2 separate regions of the Danio rerio genome follow, and region 2 is linked to region 1. The links are chromatin contacts, called in public Hi-C maps. All regions are on one chromosome and are shown on one strand. Each heading gives the region's core, a stretch centred on a gene start, on an enhancer-like site or on the middle of the called end of the contact. The rest is flanking DNA. Distances are from core to core; before and after follow the strand shown. Region 1 overlaps LOC137488251 (a long non-coding RNA gene). Region 2 overlaps zfhx3a (zinc finger homeobox 3a).

Region 1 (6,088 bases), core at 1,473-3,972:
GTAAACTTCTGGTTTCAACTGTATATATGCTTAGGTTTACAGTCTAAGACAAAACATCCCATTTTATTGTTTGCATTAAATGAAATTTACAGAAGTTAATTTAAATACTTGGAAAGCATATAAGCTCAATTTAAATCAGTATGTTTTTGCTCCGGCCACTTTAGTAGGTACACCTTACTAGTACCGGGTTGGAACCCCTTTTTGCCTTCAGAACTGCCTTAATCTTTCATGGCATAGATTCAACAAGATACTGGAAATATTCTTCAGAGATTTTGCTCCATATTGACATGATAGCATTACACAGTTGCTGCAGATTTGTCGGCTGCACATCCATGTTGCGAATCTCCCGTTCTACCACATCCAAAAGTTGCTCTATTGGATTGAGTCTGGTGACTGTGGAGGCCATTTGCGTACAGTGAACTCATTGACATGTTCAGGAAACCAGTCTGAGATGATTCACGCTTTATATGTGCAGTATCCTACTGGAAGTAGCCATCAGAAGATGGGTAGACTGTGGTTATAAAGTGATGAACATAGTCATTTATACATGCATGCATATTTTTTGTTTTTATCTAGCAGCTTTAAAATATTCAACAAAACATTGAGTGACAAAGGAAACCTACTAAACCTAGAAGAATGGTTTGACAATGCAGAAATTATTTTTATTAAATCCAGACAATATTTAAATTTTTACATTCATGTTTTCAGAAAATTTTATGAAGAGCCAAAAACCAAACTTTATTGAGGATAGAGGGCTGAAGGTAAATATAGCTGCCATGAATGATTTCCTAATTTATTTAATACTATTTAAAAATAACTAGAAAACAGTGCTTTATATGAATTAATACAGAGATATATTTTTATTATTCTAAAAATTATTATTATTATTATTATTATTATTATTACACTAGTTTTTGCCTTGATTTGTTGCTGATGTCTTCTGTACAGTCCTCTATCTGTCGTCACACTATTTACATTTTAAAAACTGAGGTTCATTTACAACATTTATTGAAACATTTAATTTCAGTTTGCTTTTTTGTAGCTTTGCAATAAAACAAACAAACAAACAAAAAGTTTACATCAAATTAGGAAAGTCGATGTTAAAGTCATTCACCCTAACCCTCTCCATCATTCTCACTCTTTTCTCAGATAGTGGGCCAAATCAAAGATGACAATGGGCCAACTCTTGCCCTAAGGCCATTTGGGCTTCTCTGGACTATGTGATTAGCCATATGCAGTATTCAACATTTAAAGTGGTTCACTTTTCATCAAAGTTGTCCTACAACTATTGAAAACACACCTTCAAAAACCTTTTTGATTCTCTTCAAATTTTGACTACTGTATGTATGGTCAAAGACAAAACTCCCTTTTAAGGGTTTGCATCAAATGAAATTTACAAAAGTTAATTAATAATTTATTTTATTTTATTTAGTATTATTAACGAAGTATACAGGCTGAAAAACAATATAATTAAATATGTTAATTTGTGTTTTTATTTAATTAAATTCAACTACCTTTTCCGTGCAATCTCTTTAAACCCGGCCATTCATTCGATAGACGTTAACAGAAAAACAAAAAATAAAAACAAAGTACAGTATCAAGTATCAATTATACAAAATAAAGCTATAATTCTGGATCCTGATTATTGTTTTATGCAATAAACATGGATATTTTGTCAGCATCTAAAGTGCAGATTTTTATTGTGTGCACATTTAAGTTCACACAAAAGTTAATTTATATAAGTACATTAAAAGCATATAAAATGCAAATAAAGTGTTTAATGTTGCAAATACTAGTGTGATCGAAATTTAAATCGGCATTACACTGGTCTTTTTGCTCCATGTATCTGTGATTAGGTTTTGATCCTCCTGCTGTTCTTCTGTGCTCCAGCAGATGGCGGTCTGTGTACAGATTTATTTCTGTCAGCTGGTATTTTAATATCAGTATTTTGATATGAAATAACGGCTCATGTGATTTCTCACTCGGTCCGCGAGCTTAAAAGACAAAATAATAAAAACCCAAATCCTAAAACAACACAGTCCGTGTTCAGAATTCAACATTACGAAGACTCAATTAATTCCAGAATAAATGGCTCCAATTTAAAAATCCCCGTCTGTGAATCGTATTTTGCGTCTGGTATTTCGTTTTTTTGGATTCGGATGAGTTTTTTTCTTTCCATTAAATAATATTATTATTATTTTATAGTTCTGGAGGGCTAAATGTAAACTAAACGTGTAGTTATCCGCCTGCATTAGAAATGTCAGCCTAAAATGAACACAATGCCTTTCTTTTAATATTTTTCGTTTGTTTCTTTTCATTTATGTTCTTTATTTCTTTATTAATTAAATAATTTGCTGTAAAATATTTTATTTATTCCTTCTTTCCCCTTTTGATATTATTTTTATTATTTTGGGCATGCATATCTTGTAGACGTTACTCACAGAACGTAACATTATTTAACAACAAACAATAATGTGCTTTTAAATATACTTCACGAAAACATTTAACTAATATTAAAACTGTGCATGATATTTGTGTGTGAGACAATAAATTATGCATGATTTCATGCGTAACGTTGACATGTTATGCTGTATAAAATGAAGGCAAAAATATAGCCAATGCAGGGGAACAGATTTGTGTGTGTGTGTGTGTGTCTGTCTCTGCGTGTGTGTGTGCGTGTACGTGTGATGGGCAGATAAACACACTGGGCTGCACTGGGCTTTTGTCCCGAGGTCATGCACTTGACCTTCCGTCTGAACCGGAGAACAGCTGCTGCATCACGGTCTCTTCAGCGTCTGCGCGAGAAATCACGGCCATTTACACAAATCACTGACCACGGCCTCTCACATGGCTAAAGTTCACACACTGTACACTTCATTACAAACTCGTTCAGATTAAATCGAATGGCACAGACACACTTCAATATTTTTATGTGACTCATGTTTTAAGGCTCCGTTTGTTTATCAAATAATGCCAGATTTTTAAATTGAGATTTTCTTTATTTCGTTGTAACGAAATTATTTTCTAATGATTATTTTGTAACGAATTTTTCGTGATAGAAATATAATATAATTTCTGTGTTAGTCCAATTGCGTGGACGCGGTGGATTAATCTGAGACGATGAAAATGTGAATTAATAAAATCATTTAGTTTAACTTGATTCGTCTGCATTTATAGCCTACGAATAATTAAATAGCATTTATTTCATCTAAATGGACATTGGCAAATTGTATTTTATTGTGGAGAATATGATGGCAAAAATTATTTAAAATCAAGCTACTAAAATATTGTTCAGCCTTTTTTTTCCAGAACTGGATTTCCGACATGATCTCTGTTATTCTGGAGAGACTCCGATTTTAAGCTCCTTAAAAACATTTTTGGCTACTTGCTGTCAATTTCTTGATTTATTTGATAAATATTAAACTCAAAAGCAATCCAATAACACCTCTGAGGTTTAAGTTTGATAACTTATATAGTTTTGATTGTATGTTCTGTGACTAAGATGTTGTTTTTTTCCCTTTTATATCGTTCTTTTTGTGTCTTCAGTACGAGCCAATGTTCTGGTTTGTGTATATAATCTATAGGCTATATAACTCGTATATAATGATAATTTATTATGACAATATATAATAGCTTATATATAATAATAACTTTAATGTGATAATAATAGCTTATATATAATGATAACTTAAAGTTTTAAGAGCTACTTAGCAGAGATCTTATGAAAAATGCAAAATTTCGGTTCGGTAAAGGTTTCTTATTTTATATTTGTATTTTGATTATAATTTTATTGTAATTTCATTTTAGATTATATTATTCTTATTATTTGTGAAAGAGAATGAAGTCTGATATGTGTTTTAAGAACGAATAGGTTTGTGTTAAACACAATAGGCTATTTACATTAAGGCGTATTTTCTCTGCTAAATTTGTAGCTGTAATAATATTAATATGCTAACATATAACTTATAGTTATAGCCAATAACAAATGTTGATAATATTTTGATTAATATTCGAAGCAAGAACAGCATCACGTGTTAAATATTTACTCAGGGATTTGCCTACTATTTGAATGCTAAAATGTTAATTGCTGAATCAAAGGCCCGATATTAAATTATAATATGGTATGAATCGTAATTATACGCTCTATTTTAATTCAGAAGAGTCTATATTATACTTCAGCTCGTGGCACAGAGGTTAAACAGCACGAACGTTTTTAAGAGATGAAATTTTCCAGGTAGAAAAAGATAAATCCCAGAGCCTGGCATTTAGGCTTTTCCTCATTCAGCGGTGTTTCCCGTTAATTAGAAATTAAAATACCAAGCAATTTTCTCAATGCTGATTTCCTAATTTATAATGAATGTGTACTATAATTAGATTTTGTATTTAAACAAACCAACAAAATGAACGCATTGCAGATGTATCTGTCGTCTTTTTTAAACACCGACAGGTAAACCAAACAACAAAAATCTGACATTTTGAATTGCGTAAAATATCGCGAAAGGTGTATGACATAAAATCTATCTATCTATCTATCTATCTATCTATCTATCTATCTATCTATCTATCTATCTATCTATCTATCTGTCTATCTGTCTATCTGTCTATCTGTCTGTCTGTCTGTCTGTCTGTCTGAAGATTATATTAAAGCTCCATGATTGACCTTTCTGATCTTCTCCGATCAATGCAACGTGATTTTAGGCCGGTGATTTCCAGTCAAGTTCATGTTCATCTTATCTTAGCATCTCATAAACATTTTACAGGCAAAAACGTAACAAATAACTAACAAAATTGACACAATAAATAGTATACTGTCATTAAAATGTTGAATTTGACAAATGCTTATGTTTTAGGCTACCATTTTAATATACAATTCCAAACGAATACAGGTCAGTGTATCCACTAAAGCAAGACATAAGGCCTTGACAAAAATATGAATTAATATAACATGATGCCAATCAGTAGTCTATAACACAAATCATATTAAGAAACAACAACACAGAGTCAAAGTGTATTTAGCTGTGCACAGCAAGCAACAAATGCACATATTAATAGAACAGAAGTATATTTGCGATGTGGACTCACCTACAGAAAGGCAGTGGAGAGAGCAGGGCTTGTGTTGGTGTTGTGTGCAGATTTTGGTGAGGTTTGAGCAGCAGACGCTGTGTGTGAGACGTGTGTGTGTGTGTGTGTAGCTGCTGGAGGTGAAGGTCACAGGTCAGCAGACAGACAGCAGTCACAGGCTTTAAACCGCAGAGCACATTGGTTGTCATATGGAGGGCAGAAATTGGGTGGGTTAAATAAGGATTTACAATTCCATGAATAGCATCAAGATGCCCCAATCTCTATTTGACATTTTGCACAGAGTCGTGAAGAGATTTTCATTCTAATACTTAAAAATTAAGATGTATTTTCTATATGTGTGCGTCTGGCAGCATTTCTGTCTTTATTTTTGCTACCTGCATTTATATGCAGAGATCAGTTAAATAATTTTGTTTTTGGCTGATACTTTTCATGTTATTCTTCATCATGACCTTTTGAAAAATAAACAGTAAAAATACAGTTCCTCAAAATCCATTTATATTGTCCCAACACAAATCAATTAAGTAAACAAATTTAAGTAGATTGAACATAAAACAATTAAGTTTTCCAAACAAATTTCAAGAATTGTCATTATTTGTTGTAAAGAAATGTGTAATTTAGAAACTAATAAACAGCAGAAGTCAATTATGTATTTGAATTATTTAGCTGGACATGTTTACTGTTTCAATATTTTATAAATGTTTCCTAAAATATAAGATATTGTGTTCAGTGGGGGTGAGAAAGTTGTTGTTTTTATCCAGACATTTAAAAAAAATTGATTGCTGTTTGTTCAAGCTACTTATTTAAAATGAGATGAAACGACACAATTCTTGAGTTTTTTTTGGGGGGACAACCTAATTGTTTTACGTTCAATCCACTTAAATTGAGTAAAAACGAATAAGTTAACTTAATTCCTTCATGTTGTTCCAACGCAAATCGAATCCAGCATTTTTACAGTGAGTATATTAATCACATTATCTGAGAAACTGTGGTATTATTTTTTCCAAGG
Region 2 (6,088 bases), core at 1,536-4,035, 44 kb after region 1:
TTTCATTGCCTTTGATAATTTAGGTGATTGTAGGTAAAAGCGTTTAAAATGGTTACGCTTAGCTTATTTTGGTGTTAATTTTTTAGAGCTACTAATTTAAAGTGCAATTAAAGTGCATTAAAACTTGCATAAAGTAAATCATCTGCCATTTTGTCACCATTTGAGCATGCCTTTGATAATATACATTATTATATGAAAAGGTGTCTAAGATGGTGAAATTTGGCTTGTTTTGCTTCAAAAATTTAACAGTACTTTAACATTTGCATTAACTCATTCGCCATTGTCACAGTTTGAATGTACATCACATTATGATTTCATTGCCTTCAATAATAGGTTATTGTAGGTAAAGGTGTTTCAAATGGTTAATTTTTTATATTTTTACTTTTACATTATTATATGTAAAAGTGTCTAAAATGGTGAAATTTGGCTTATTTTGCTTTAAAAATGAAACATTTGCTTTAACTCATTCGCCACTGTCACAGTTTGAACATGCATGACATTTTGATTGTATTGCCATTATTGCATGTTAAAGTGTCAATTTAAAACAGTGGGAAATAAAACTAAACCATACATTAACATTTACATAAAGTAAATCATCTGGCATTGTCACAATTTGAGCATGCAACACATGATTTTTTCCCTTTGATAATTTGTATTATTACGTAAAGGTATCTAAAACGGTTAAATTTAGCTTTATTTTGCTTTCAAAAAAATGTATAATTGAAAACAGTGAAAGTTTTGATAATGCATTAAATATTTGCTTAAAGTAAATCTGCCATTTTGTCACAATTTAAACATGGAAAATGCTTTTTTCCCTTTGATAATATACATTATTGTATTTAAAAGTGTCTAAAATAGTGACTTTTGCCAAAAGTAAATCATCTGCCATTTTCACAGTTTGAACATGCATCAGATTTTGATTTTATTGCTATTGTATGTTAAAGTGCCTAAATGTTTACATTTGACTTATTTTGCTTTAAAGATTCTTAGAATTGAAAACAGTGGGAAATAAAACTAAACCATACATTAACATTTACATAAAGTAACTCATCTGCTATTGTCATAATTTGAGAATAGAGTGCATTATGATTGTCTTTCATTGATAATTTGTATTATTGTAGGTAAATGTTTCTAAAAATGTCTAAATGTATAATTATAAATGCATAAAATTACTCTACCATTTTTTTCACAGGTTGAACATGCTTTTTGCCTTTGATAATATACATTATTGTATGTAAAAGTTGTAATGGTGGCCCTACCTTAAACCCCAAGTAGGTCATATTTTACTTTTGCTCGAGTGCCAGACGGAATACATCCGTCAATTTAACAAATTTAACCTTAGCCCAGATAGCTGTAAGCCACCGACTACAAACCCTTACTAAACATAACAAACAAAATAGACAAAAAATTGACACAAATTCATCAAATGAGTATGTATTGAAATTTTTATATTTTCCATCACTGAAATATCACCACCAATAGATGGCTCAAAACCAAAATTGAAAATAAACAGTTTTATAAAAATATCATGATCAATTTATACCGCACTCACAGAAAAATAAATCCACTGAAATAATAATCATAATCAGTATCTACTACATGAAAGACAGCAGAGAGCATTTCATCAAGATACAAAATCTAAAATGCCGATTTTGGCTTATTTTGCTTTAAAAATAAACAGTACATTAACATTGCATAAGGTAAATCGTTCACCATTGTCGCAGTTTGAACATGCATCACATTATGATTTTATTGCCTTTGATAATTTGGATTTATTGTGTGTAAAATGTCTAAAATTGTTACGTTTGGCTCATTTTGCTTTTAAAAAAAGTAGTAAATTAAACCATACATTACCATTTGCATACAGTAAATCATCTACTTTTTCTTTTGATAATTTGGATTATTGCAGGTTAACGTGTATAAAATGGTTCAATTTAGCATTATTTTGCCTCCAAAAAATATATAATTGAAAACATTTAGTAGTACATTGCATTAATATTTGCATAAAGATAATCATCTACCTTTTTTTTCATAATTCAAACATGCAACACATTATTTTTGCTGTTGATGATTAAAATAATTGTATGTAAAGTGTCTAAAATTGTCTAAAAAATTGCTTTAAAAATGATAATAACTACAAACAGTTAGCAGTAAAACTCAACAGTGCATAACGTAGATTATCTGCCATTTTGTAACAGTTTGAGCGTGCATTTTCCCAATTAATGAAAGTTTTTAATTGCTGTTGTGCAGTTTATTTATTAATTGTACTCCTCCAAGCTGTAATTTTTTTTTATCCCCCGTGAGAGCTGCTCAACAATAGACTCAGGTTTTTCGGTCAGGTTTAGTGCGGTGTGTGTGACTTTGAGAGAATGACTGAGCGAGAGGGCTCAATGGGGCGGTCGTAACTAGAGCGGATTTGACAGTTTCAGGTTATGTGTTCTGTGTTTATGGGTGTGTTGGTTTGATAGGAAATCAATAGCGTGTCTGTCAGGATAATTGGTGTTCAGATGGCCTTTCTCGCTCTCTCTCTCACCCTCTGTCATAATCACCTTCTCAAAGAACCACCAGAAGATACCTCGGCCTGCCTTTGATTGGTCTGTTATGACAAGCCTCATGCATTTCTTTTTTTGTTTCCACTTGCCCCCCTCTAATACCCCAACCACCCCCCTTCCCAAAACCCACCCAAATCAACTCTGTTCTTCTTTCCCTTCCCCCAACGTAGCAGAACAATTACTCTGCTAAGAAAGCAGAAAGGCAGAAAGCAAGAGAGAAGAGGATGAGGAGAGGGAGGGTGTTGAATGGGGGGGGGATATCTGGTTTAGTGTGTCCCGAGGCTGTGTGTTTTGTACCTACGGAGCTCAGCCGAAGCTTACAGACGCTGCAAAAGAACAACAGTGCATCACTGCGCTTTTTTGAATCAGTGCACGCTCTCTTTTTTTGATTTCAGAGTGTCTGCGCTCATCAGGAAGATTAAAAAACACATGTCAAAATATTGTCAGCCCACATGGTTTGGATTTGCACAGTCAGGGAGTGAGTGCATTTAAAAATGTCTCTTTTAACCAAAAAAACAAGTACAACGCGCTCAAAGCGAGCACAATACGCAGAGCTATTGTATAAAGATAATTTTTAAAGGCTGTCATGGCGGCATTGTTCCCCAATTTGTGCTTTGAAATGGACTCTTTGTGCGCGACCCTCCTGACCTCTGCTGCATTATCTTCCTCCTGTGACTTTTCAAATCCCCACAGGTCAAATGAAGCTCTGCTGACGCCGCTTGCTGATTTTCTTCCCTCATATCTCTCTGTGTATGTTAAACTATAGAGGATCGATATATATATTTCACTTCTGCGTGAATGTGTACATTACTAGCTACTGTTTTGTGTGGGTTTGTCTTTGTGTTTAGCGTTTGAGCAGGTTAGATAGGTGTAGTGTAGGAGCTAGTGTAGACTGACCCCTATAGGTTTGAATGTGATCCTGCCTTCAGGATTGTTTTGCTAAGGTACATTTATTCTGCAGTCAAATAACTGGAGTGCTGATTGAAATATCAATATGTTTAGGAAACAAATAAGATTCAGTGGCATACATGAAAACTGAGAAATTGTTGTTGTTTTTTTTCTCTTCAAGGAGATATGAATGGGATGGACTCTCCCACTGAGGTTTCGGCTAACCAAGAAGATGGAAACAAACATGGAGAATTAATGGGGAAAAAATCAGGTCTTGTATTAAATCTGTTTTACATTTAGTTTTATTGCTAAATTAACCCTTTAACTGCACTACCAAAATTTATATATATTTTTTGATTAACGTTAACATTTGCATGAAAACATCATTTGCCATTGTCACTTTTTAACATGCATCGCATTATGATTTTTTTCTTTGATAATTAGAATTATTGTATGTAAACGTGTAAAATTGTTAAATTTAACATATTTTTAATCAATTTCAGCTTTATTTTGCTTTGAAAAAAATGTATAATTGAAAACAGTTAGTAGTATGCTTACACAGCATTAATATTTGCATAAAGTAAATCATAAACTGGACTCTCCCACTGAGGTTTCAGCTAACCAAGAAGATGGAAACAAATATGGAGAATTTATGGGGATAAAAATCAGGTCTTGTATTAAATCCATTTTACAAAAACTGTTTTATTACAAAAATGAACCTTTTAACTGCACCACCAGTTGGATAAACATTACCATTTGCATAAAATAAATCATTTGGCATGGCCAAAATTTGAGCATGCAATGCATTATGATTTTTTTTCTTTGATAATTAGGAATATTGCATGTAAACGTGTCTAAAATAGTTAAATTTAACATATGTTAAAATGAATTTTAGCTTTATTTTGCTCCAAAAAAAATGTATAATTGAAAACAGCTAGTAGTATGTTTAAACAATGCATTAATATTTGCATAAAGTAAATCATACACTGGACCCTCCCACTGAGGTTTTAGTTAACCAAGAAGATGGAAACAACCATGGAGAATTAATGGGGAAAAATCAGGTCTTGTATTAAATCTATTTTACATTTATTTTTATAAATAAAATTAACATTTTAGCTGTCCCACTAAGAGTTTTTATTAATTGGATTAACATTAACATTTGCATAAAGTAAATCATTTGCCATTGTCAAAATTCGAGCATGCAACGCATTGATTTTTTTTCTTTGATCATTTTGAATATTGTATGTAAACATCACTAAAATTGTTCAATTTGGCATTCTTTTTAATCAATTTTTGCTTTATTTTGTTTACATTCTTGAAAAAAATGTTGGATTGCATTTCTTTATTCCTGATGTCACTAGTTAACACACTCAATGCATTTTTTTCAACACATCCCATTGTTTCTAAAATATCAACCTCAACCAAATGGTTTATATGTCGGTTTAAAAGGTAAAAGTTCTGGTAATAATACATATACTATAAAAATAATCTGAAAATATGAAGTGCAAGACCAATTTATTTAAAAACATAATGAAAATAAAACATTTTGAATACTAAATCATCTTGATTTTTGAAGTGTCCTATAAAATATTTCAGATTTTCATTTAACAAGTTTTCTTGTTCGTTTTTTTTTTTTTTTTTTTTACAATAAAACCAAAATCAAGTGTAGTGGTGCAACATGATGTTTTTTTTTATTTATTTATTTTATGTAAACCAAAAATGCTGTGTGTGCAAGCCATTATTTAAGACAGTCATTCTTTAAATTAATTTAACAGTCATTGTTTAAAACAGTCAACATATGGTCAACCGTTTAGTTGAGCAGGCAGTTAAAGGGTTAAAATTACTGAAACAGATAACCAACAGCTTCCTTGGTTGATTACAATAAATACGTATCCATTTAATTCCCTAAAAAACTGTGCTGAACAAAAACACTTGCTAGAGACCAACCATTTATATGGACCATTTCTTTTGGCTTAAAAATAACTATACATAACACAATGCATAATTTCCAAGGGCAGATAATTTCCTTAAAACAAGCAGAAAAACTCTTAATTTTCACTCATTTCTTCTGATGGTGAAAATTAAACAATATTTGTACTCGGTCTGAGAATTTTTTTTAGATATTTGAACTAAAAAAAAAGTAAAAAAAGCATTGTTTGCCTTGTGATTATTCAGTTAATATCTCTATTTATCAATCTCTATTTATCGCAGAAAAATAAATTATCACAATATCAGATTTTACCAATATCGTTCAGCCCTAGAACCACTGTTTTCAAAGTTTTCCTCACTTAAAAAAATAATCTTTCCTTTTCATATTTTGCTTGTAGAAGGAATTATTGAAACGGAGGCGGAGCAAAACGAATCATCTTCAAGTCCTAAACGTCCCTCATCTGGATCCGAGGAGTCAGATGAAGCTTCTCCCTGCAAACAGCCACGAATGCAAGAAGAGGTCTGTTGCGATATATTTTGCACACACACACATACACACAAACAGTGCAATGTTTGGACTAACTCTTAAAATAAACATGGCAATAGCAAAGGTGTGCAATAATAATATGTACATGAGATAAACAACATTGTCCTGTATAAAAACTCATGTACATCCGGCAGAAAAAAATAAAATGGATTGTTCATACATTCTTTAAAAA

Evidence for each region. A called contact is a pair of places that touch in the nucleus more often than the background predicts.
Region 2: a Hi-C map of embryo shows a contact between it and region 1, with 2.4 times the contacts expected there. The contact joins two enhancer-like sites. A contact is called at or near these places in 4 of 18 Hi-C or Micro-C datasets (caudal fin, embryo and an unstated tissue) and 1 of 4 datasets of contacts at active chromatin or transcription factors (caudal fin).

What each region holds. Positions count from the first base shown.
Region 1 is chr18:7,175,724-7,181,811 of GRCz12tu, forward strand. LOC137488251 (a long non-coding RNA gene) reads right to left here. Exons shown (of 2, transcript XR_012394274.1): 2 at 1-511. Among named protein-coding and RNA genes, the nearest start is that of zfhx3a, 20 kb to the right of the region's middle. Within about 2 kb of position 2,723, at least 16 of the 62 cell types and tissues checked have an H3K27ac peak or open chromatin away from gene starts, as enhancers often do.
Region 2 is chr18:7,220,101-7,226,188 of GRCz12tu, forward strand. zfhx3a (zinc finger homeobox 3a) reads left to right here. Exons shown (of 9, transcript XM_687130.8): 4 at 3,622-3,711; 5 at 5,768-5,889. Among named protein-coding and RNA genes, the nearest start is that of zfhx3a, 24 kb to the left of the region's middle. Within about 2 kb of position 2,786, at least 25 of the 62 cell types and tissues checked have an H3K27ac peak or open chromatin away from gene starts, as enhancers often do.